Regions from separate parts of the Mus musculus genome. Here region 1 is linked to region 2. The links are chromatin contacts, called in public promoter capture Hi-C maps. All regions are on one chromosome and are shown on one strand. Each heading gives the region's core, a stretch centred on a gene start, on an enhancer-like site or on the middle of the called end of the contact. The rest is flanking DNA. Distances are from core to core; before and after follow the strand shown. Region 1 holds the start of Oas2 (2'-5' oligoadenylate synthetase 2). Region 2 holds the start of Sds (serine dehydratase).

Region 1 (4,200 bases), core at 1,633-4,132, 270 kb after region 2:
CAGGAGGTGATGCTGCATGATGCCGTCTTGGACCAGGAAGAAAACACAGAATGGGAGTGGGGCCAGAAGCAGGCTGGGGTTACCACCCTTAAGACTCACTTCCCAGCCCTCCACTTCCTCTCCACACCCTCTGAAATGAGCTCCACAAGCTGGGACCAAGTGTTCAAACACATGAACCTGTAGGGACAGTTCACCTTCAAACCCTAAGATGGGAAGGGCCCAGGGATGCCACCTTTCTGGGAATGTCATCATGTGGGTGTACGTACATCTCCATCTTGTCAGAAAATGGTTAGGCGGTGGCCATTCAAGGGCTCAGTAACCCAGAAGTTTCTCAGGATTGTGGACAATGAAGGGGCCCTGGCCTCCAGCTCAGAGGTCCTGGGCTGTCAGCCCAGTGGAGTCCACTGCTGGCAGAATAGCTATGATACATTCTCGTGCTTCTGTTTTTCCACCCATCTATCTGTCCACCCCTATATCCATACATTTTCCATCTGTCCACACATCCATCCACCCATCCATCCAACCCACTCATCTATCCATCCATACATCTATCTATCTATCTATCTATCTATCTATCTATCTATCTATCTATCCATCCATCCACTTTTACATCCATCCATCCATCCATCCATCCATCCATCCATCCATCCATCCATCCACACATCCATCCATCTATCCATCTATCCGTTCACTTTTACATCCATCCATCCATCCATCCATCCATCCATCCATCCATCCACCCACCCATCCACACATCCACACATCCATCAATCCATCCATCCATCCATCCATCCATCCATCCACTTTAACATACATACATACATCTACCCACACATCCATCCATCCATCCATCCATCCACAATGCTTCCATTCATTTTCCATCTGTCCACACATCATCCATCCATTCATCCTCATACATGCATACCTATCCCTACATCCATCCACCCACACAAACACACATTTAGTGGGACCCAGCCATCCACCTGTCCACTTCCTTTCTACCATTTGTCCATCTGCCCATCACTCATCCACCCTCTCACCTATCAAGGCTCCCCTTTAGAACATTGTATCCAAAGTCAATGAGATGAAAATGAAGTGCTAGACAGAGTATGCCTAGGGAAGGAGGCTCTTGTCTCTTGGGAGTTGTGGTGGCTTGGATGAGAATGGACCCCAGAGGCTCATTATCTTTGCACACTTAGTCCTCAGTTGATGGATTGTTTGGGAAGAATTAAGAGGTGTGTCCTTGGGCTGGTGAGATGGCTCAGTGGGTAAGAGCACCCGACTGCTCTTCTGAAGGTCCGGAGTTGCTCCAACACTATGCCTGTCTGTTTCCCACCATGGTGATAAGGGGCTAACCCTCGGAAACTCGAAGCCAGCCACTTAGTTAAATGCTTCTTTTTATAAGAGTTGTCTTGGTCATGGGTGTCTCCTCACAGCAACTGACCAGTGACTAAGACAGGAGTTTACAAGCTCCATTTTGGAGACAGCCTCAGCCCACGGGACCCCAGTGGCCTCCCAGGACTCCCAGAATGCTTGGACACCCCCCCCACCCCCAGTCCCCAGATCACTCACGTAGAGGATTGAAGACTGGAAGTAATTGCAGGAGTATTCTCTGCCCTGGTACAGACACTTGTACTACAAGGGCATGTTCATGCTTTACTGACTTCTTCTCATGGATTTTCAGCCACAGTTCAATGACGTCAAGGTATGCATCTTGGTATTTTATCTGATCCTGGAACTGTTGGAAGCAGTCCATGAAGAGAACAAGGGTACCATCGGAGCAGCCTCTTAGGGCTGTTTCCCGGCCATAGGAGCCACCCTGTGGGGAAATGGAGGGGCAGTTGTGAGATCTAGACTTTCTGAAGCTCCAGGTAGTGACATTTCTTAAATCAAGTGAAATCCCCCAAATGGCACTGGCATTTTAAAATCAGGTTGCCAGCACCAGTTTGTGTCCATGTTTTGCATGCTAGCTCCAAACTGGGGTCAACTCAAAACTGCGCTAAGACGAACAAATAACACAGCAGAATACTATACAGGCATGGAAAAAAAATAGATATGGTAGAGTACTATGTAGGCATGAAAAAGATACACGAACAAAAATCTCATAAATGTGGAGTCAAAGACACTCTATGGCAAAGCACAAATGCATGTAGTCAATCCCTGGTAATTTACTGAGCACTGATAACAGCCGTCCCTGTGCTAAGAACACTGCGTGCTTCACCATCACAACACTCTGAAGTGGGGTCTAGGCTGACCTCATTCTGCAGATCTGGACACTGAGGCACAGAGAGGTAAAGGACCCTTCCGGGAGTCATGCAGCCAGGTGGAAGAAGACCTGGCAGCAGCTTGGGCCCCTTCACTGTCTGTCCTCAGAGGAAAGCCTTCGAAGTGCAATCCCCTGGGCCCTGTGTGGCACAATGCTCAGCACCACCACCTTTGGGAACAGCGAACTCTCCTGGGATGCAGAGCCCTGGCCCCCACCCTGAGCCTCACCTTAGCCACTTCCTTCACAGGGATCTGACTGCGCAGCAGGTCCCAGATGGCATCCACGGCCTGGTCTATCTGCTTCAGAGATTCTCTGTTAGGTTTGAGGTTTTCCTGGATATACCCTTCTAGCTTCTGCGATGGCACCGAGGACACCGCAATCTGCTTCAGACAGTTTTCGTTGGGTGTGAGGTTTGCCTGGATAGACTTTTCTAACTTGTGCACTGGCCCGGAGGGCACCCCTGAAGACCCACCAGGTGACCAGCCAGATGAATAGCCAGATGACCTGTCAGATGACCAGTTTCCAGTCAGCCAGTTTCCCATCGTTGCTAGCTGGTCTTGTCAATTGTCGAGGCAGAGCACTGTAGCTCAAGTCCTGGGCCTTCTGCCCTGCACCCGGGTTTCTAGAAAGAGGAAATCAAGTCCAAAGCCCCACCCCTAACACAGCCAAGCCTAGGAACCTAGGAAATCGAAACTCAAGTGTGGGAGTTACTTCCCAGCAGCTGGTGTGTGTTTGCTTCCAGCTAGCTGGCCACTCCCAAGGACACCCCAGCTTAAACTTAGAGCCTCTAGAGCCTCAGGGGACACCTGCACAGAGGCCAGTGTTTGCGTCCATCAGTGTAGGACTGTCTTCTTGGTGCCTCTGTTTCCTCTACCTATAGCTAGGAGGAGCATGTCTCAAAAAAAATTGGCAGAAAGCTGGCTGGCTAAATGCTAAGCTAATTTGATTTTATTGAGGGTAGAGTCTGTCCGTTAACATAATGTCCTTCCTCCTTGTTTCCAGTGGCTGAAGCATTCGGTGACAGACAGGGCAGACAGACTGAGCTCAGAGAAGGTGCTGACTTGCTCAAAGATGCACTGCAGGACAGGTGCCTTGACAGACAGATGTAGGCTTCCTGACTTTGGGTGAACATAGGTCCCTGAAGAGTCAAGAGTAGTCCTCCCCCCCCCCACATGTTAAAAAATAAATATTTAAATATTTAAAAATTAAACACAAAAAGAAACCTCACCAATTCAACACAATTATTTTGGGTTAGTATTGAGACAGAGCCTGCTGTCTAGCCCAAACTGGCTTTGAGCTGGTAATCCCCTGCCTCAACCTCTCATAAACTGTTATGTATAGCATCTTCTTCCAAGGTAGATGGCACATTGTATGTGGCTGTCCTACGTGGCAGATGGCTTCCTGGGACCCTCACCAGGAAAGGCACAGTGACTTTGTATCACCTTGGAGTCCAGTGGAGTGACTGAAGTCACAAAAAAAATATGGGCTCTGACAAAGGATCCCTGAAAGCAGCAGACTTCTTGTAGTTCCTCTGAGTGAGGCCATAGAAGGAAAATGGCTTAGGGGACACTAGCAGCTCTCAGGGACCCTGCCTCAGCTTCCTGAGGAGTCGAATATGTGTATCACCTCACCCAACCCTCACTGTGTCCCACTGGGCCTCTGCCATATCATTCCAGAGCCACTATGGGGGCCGCTCTTGGAGACTCTGGGGGTCAGGTCAGTAAGGCCTCTCTTTCCTCTGCCCTGATGGCGGTCACCTCACTCTTCACTGTGGCTCACAGTCACCCCAATTCTGGAGCCATTTTGACAAGAGAGCCCAGAGTCTGTGTGGTGGGGACAAGAGCTGCCATTAGTTCTGAAGGAAAAAAACCATTCCCATTACTGTCTGAATAAAGCCAGTGCCCAAAGGACCAGGCCAGATGACTGCCTCCCCC
Region 2 (4,532 bases), core at 1,406-3,905:
GACAATCGGGAGCCAACATGCTCATGTGACACCTCTGGAAGGGAGTATGTTTCGGGAGCAGTTAAATAAAACATGCTTTGTAAACCAGACTTGGTAGTGCGCAGCTTTAATCCTAGCACTCGGGAAGCAGAGGCAGGCGGCTCTCTGTGAGTTCCAGGCCAGCCTGGTCTCCACAGCAAGTTTCAGGACAGCCAAGGCTACACAGAGGAAATCCTACATTGGAAATCAAGACAAACAAACAAACAACAAAACAAAGCATGTTTTGTACCCTTGATGGTAAGTCCTGGCTCCAGCACCAGGAGGAGAGAAGACTGAGTGTCATTCCTGTCACCTGGCGGGGTTCCTCAGATGCAGATGTTGAACTCTGCAGCTGCTTCATTTCCTGTTGTAGGACAGCCGCCCTGGAATTGCGTGTCTCTGAGCATTGATGTTCTTCACTCTGATGACACCCGAGAAACATCTCCAGAGATTGTCCAGTGTCCCCCGTGGGTACAAAACTCACACCGCCCTGAGGACAGCTGTTCTGGATCAAGGAGGAGTGGGAAGGGGGTATATGCAAACGGGTTGGCCAAGCTGCTGACTGTGGGGGCTGGGGATCAGGATCAGCTGGTAGAGGGCCTTCCCAGCATTCTCGAGGACCTGAGTCTGATCCCCCGTACCATGTGAAGTGGGCACGGTTGGCACGCGCCTGTAATCCCAGCATTCTGAAGGTGGGGGCAGGAGAATCGGGAGTTGAAGAGCATCTTTAGCTACTCGGTGAGTCGGAGGTTAGCCTGAGCTACATGAGACCCTGACTCAAAGTTAATCCAAAAAATGAAATCTAGACCCTTCAGGTGTGTCCAAACTGGTTCTGCCCCGTTGTCACCTGTCCCCAGCCTAACCCTCCTCATCAGATCTGCACTCTTTAAATACTACAAGTCCCAAGTGTCCCCTGGGTTCAATTCCCAGCATCCTCAGCTACCCTCTGGCCCTGGAGACTTTCAGTAAAGGCTGTCCTCCAAGCCTATTCTCATCTACAAGGGACCAAGGGAGCCCACCCAATCGTGTGGCTTGACACGCAGGAACCACATGATATGGGACCAGGACCCCAGTGCTCTGGCAATGAAATGCTGGTACAGAGAGCACAAGGTGGCTATGCCCACACATGGGCTTTGTGTCGTCCTGGCTTACCTACCCCATGTCCCTGACCCACACCTGTGGTCATCCATGATGTGGATCAGAAGGAACAATGACACCACAGAGCAGAAAAAGAAGCAGTCAGGGGACTGGAGAGATGGCTCTCCCGTTAAGAGCACTCACTGCTCTTCCAGAGGTCGTGAGTTCAAATCCCAGCAACCACATGATGGCTCACAACCATCAGTAATGGGATCCAATGCCCTCTTCAGGTGTGTCTGAAGAGAGCTACAGTGTTTATTGTATTTAATGTACAGTACTTAGTGTATTTAAATATATTAAATACAATAAATAAACTATAAAAAGAAGCAGATGGGCTGTGTGTGCATGTGTGTGTGTGTGTGTGTGTGTGTGTGTGTGTGTGTGTACCCCTGTGGGCACACAGGCCTCTGCACACAGCCAGGTACATGCAGGCCAGAGGTGATGATGATGGTGGTGTGGTGGTGATGATGATGATGGTTGCTAGTACTGATGCTGATAAGAGTGGTGATAGTGTTGACGGTGGTGTTGATAAGAAACATCAATGATGAAGGCTCCTAACACTGACTGCCTGTTCAATTTCAAGTCTCTCACCTAACACCAGGATCACCCGTTCAAAGCCTGGAGCAGAGGTATCTGTGTCATCTCAGTCTACACAGGAACAGAGGCTGTGGAGGCCAAGGTTCTTTCCCAGAGCCAGGACTTGAACTCGGATCTCCTTCTACGCCCTTTTTTTTTAAAAGATGTATTTATTATTATATGTAAGTACACTGTAGCTGTCTTCAGACACTCCAGAAGAGGGAGTCAGATCTCATTATGGATGGTTGTGAGCCACCATGTGGTTGCTGGGATTTGAACTCTGGACCTTCGGAAGAGCAGTCGGGTGCTCTTACCCACTGAGCCATCTCACCAGCCCCATACGCCCTTTTATATGAAGAGGATGGCAGGGGGTGGCGGTAAGCAAGGGATGCCAATCACAGTGCTGTGCCTCAACCCCACCCCCCGCAAGTCCCGCCTCTCACTATCTCTGAGAGCGGTGCTTCATTTCCACTCTGTACAGACCCATTGTATGGTCTGACACTAATTTGGGTTTAGGTGGCTGAGCCTAAGCCCAATACTCCCCACCCCTTTTCTTTCTATTTTAAGACAGGATCTCACTCCTTAGTTCAGGCTCAAACTTGTAGTCCTGCTTCAGCTTCCACTGTGCGGGGATCACAGGTGTGAGCTGCCATGTGGCTAGCCTGTGGCTGTTTCTTAGCGATATACTACGTGTCCAGCAACTGCAGGCTTTTTTGTTATTCTGAGACTGACCCCCGGGTCCAGGCAAGGGCTCTTCAGTGCCGCATGCCCTCCTCCGTGGCCGCCCAGCCCCGGCCTGGACCAGGGGGCGGAGCTTGCTTGGGGTGGGGGGTGGCCTGCCTGGGGCCTCATTGGCTACCCGGAGGCTCAGCCCTGAGAATAAAGCTCTGGAGTGTCCTGCCAACTTTGTACTCTCCCAGGACACAGACACAATCTACTCCTCTCGCTCGCTCTGTCCAGCTCCTCCTGTGCCGGGTATGTGGCCCCCAGCTTCAGCCTCTCCCCAAGGTTAACAGTCAGGGACAGCCAGAGCAGGGTACCCGGGAAGTGGAGAGGAACTGGGACTCATCCAGTTCAAGTCTCCGTGTTCAGATCTGTAAAATGGGACGAAGTGGTAGGACCTTCTAGATCAGGATGTCGCTGGGGTGGCATGTGGCAGGCTATCTTTGCTGAATGCTCGCATGAGCCAAATGACAAAGAAGGGACTTCTGTTCTGGAACCGATGTCGCACTAGCCACCTTTGCCAAGACCCCCAGTGCTTTTTTTCTCTCTTGCAGGTCATACTATTTATGGTGCCAGATGGGACCGGCCTCTGGGGTGGGAATCAGAACAGAGTACCCTGCCCATTTCCCCAAAGGTTCCCAATGCTGCAGCCTGGGACAGGGACTGGTGGGGCTCCCCAAAGCCACCTGGAAGGGGTTTGCGTGGTGGAAGCTATCCACTAGCCAGAGGCTGCAACAGCTGGGCCTTTTAGGTCCAGAGAAGACCCACTATACCAGGATGGGACTAGCTAGGACAAAGCAAACACATTTGGAGGTACTCTTGATGTGTGCCATTCTTCCCGGCAGCTGTCTTTCAAGAGGTCTTCTAGAAAGAGGAGTCTGGTGGGCTGGCCTGTTATCTCAGCACTTGAGAGACTGAGAGCACTTGAGAGACTGAGGCAGGGGGAACACAAGGAGTTTGAGTCTCTCTCTCTCTCTCTCTCTCTCTCTCTCTCTCTCTCTCTCTCTCTCTCTCTCTCTCTCTCTCTCCCCTAAGGCAGGAGGATCACAAGGAGTTTGAGTCTCTCCTACACTCACACACATGCCCTTGAATACATGTGGATGCTCGGAAGAGACACCATCTGCCTGGATTTGATCCCACTTGGCTCTGAATCTCTCTCAGGGCTTCTCACAGGGCCCCGAGGTGACAGTAGCTGAGCCAGTGTTAGCCCAAAGGCTTCCTCACTGCCATGGCTACCGAAGGGACCTTGGGGTGTCATTAGCCAGACTTGAACTTGTCATGCAGTCTCTCCTGTGTCCAGGTTCCCTCTCAGTGTGGCAGCTGTGTGATGGGGTGGGCCAGGGTTCTCTGTTGCCTCTTCCCCATGCCAGAAAAAAAAATCTATAACTCTATCTTTTTAAAAGAACAAGGGCCTTTCAGAGCTCGATACTGGACTTCCAGGTCTTTTGGGTTTTTTTTTGTTTTTGAAACAGGGTCCTACGTAGCCCGGGATAGCCTCAAACTCCCTACATAGCCAAGGTTATGAATGACTAATTCTCTTGCCTTCGCCTGCCAAGTGATGGGATTACAGGCCTGCCCCAAACCCCAAAGGCTCTTGGTTTTTGGGTTTTTTTCCCCCGAAATATGTATTTGTTGAACGCCAGACATAGCAGGGAACACCTGTGATCCCAGCAATTGGGAGACTGAGATAGAAGGACCCAACGTTCAAAACTAGCCTAGGTCACATGGTAAGAACGCACTGAGTTTTTTCCTTTTTAAAAGCATTTGTGGGTTTGGGATGTGGCTCCGTCTGCGAAGGGCTTCCCATGAAAGTGCGAGGACCTATGTTCATATTCCCAGAATGGAGCACATAAAAATGCTGAGCTCAGCAATAAATGCCTGCCATCCATTCACTAGGGAGCAAGAGACAGGAGGACCTCAGGGAACCTCTGGAGGACCTCAGGGAACCTCTGGAGGACCTCAGGGAACCTCTGGGGACCTCAGGGGACCTCTGGAGGACCTCAGGGAACCTCTGGGGACCTCAGGGGACCTCCAGGGAGCCTCCAGAAAAATTTAGGGGACCTCCAGAGATCTCAGTG

What was found. Capture Hi-C pulls out chosen DNA fragments and counts their contacts.
Region 1: a contact with region 2 is called in a promoter capture Hi-C map of liver. The contact joins the promoter of Oas2 here to the promoter of Sds in region 2. A contact is called at or near these places in 1 of 15 datasets of contacts at CTCF or cohesin (large pre-B cells) and 3 of 9 other capture datasets (adipose tissue, embryonic stem cells and liver).

What each region holds. Positions count from the first base shown.
Region 1 is chr5:120,746,966-120,751,165 of GRCm38.p6, forward strand. Oas2 (2'-5' oligoadenylate synthetase 2) reads right to left here and starts at 2,883. Exons shown (of 11, transcript NM_145227.3): 1 at 2,494-2,883; 2 at 1,573-1,819. The coding sequence starts at 2,808.
Region 2 is chr5:120,473,892-120,478,423 of GRCm38.p6, forward strand. Sds (serine dehydratase) reads left to right here and starts at 2,656. Exons shown (of 8, transcript NM_145565.1): 1 at 2,656-2,706.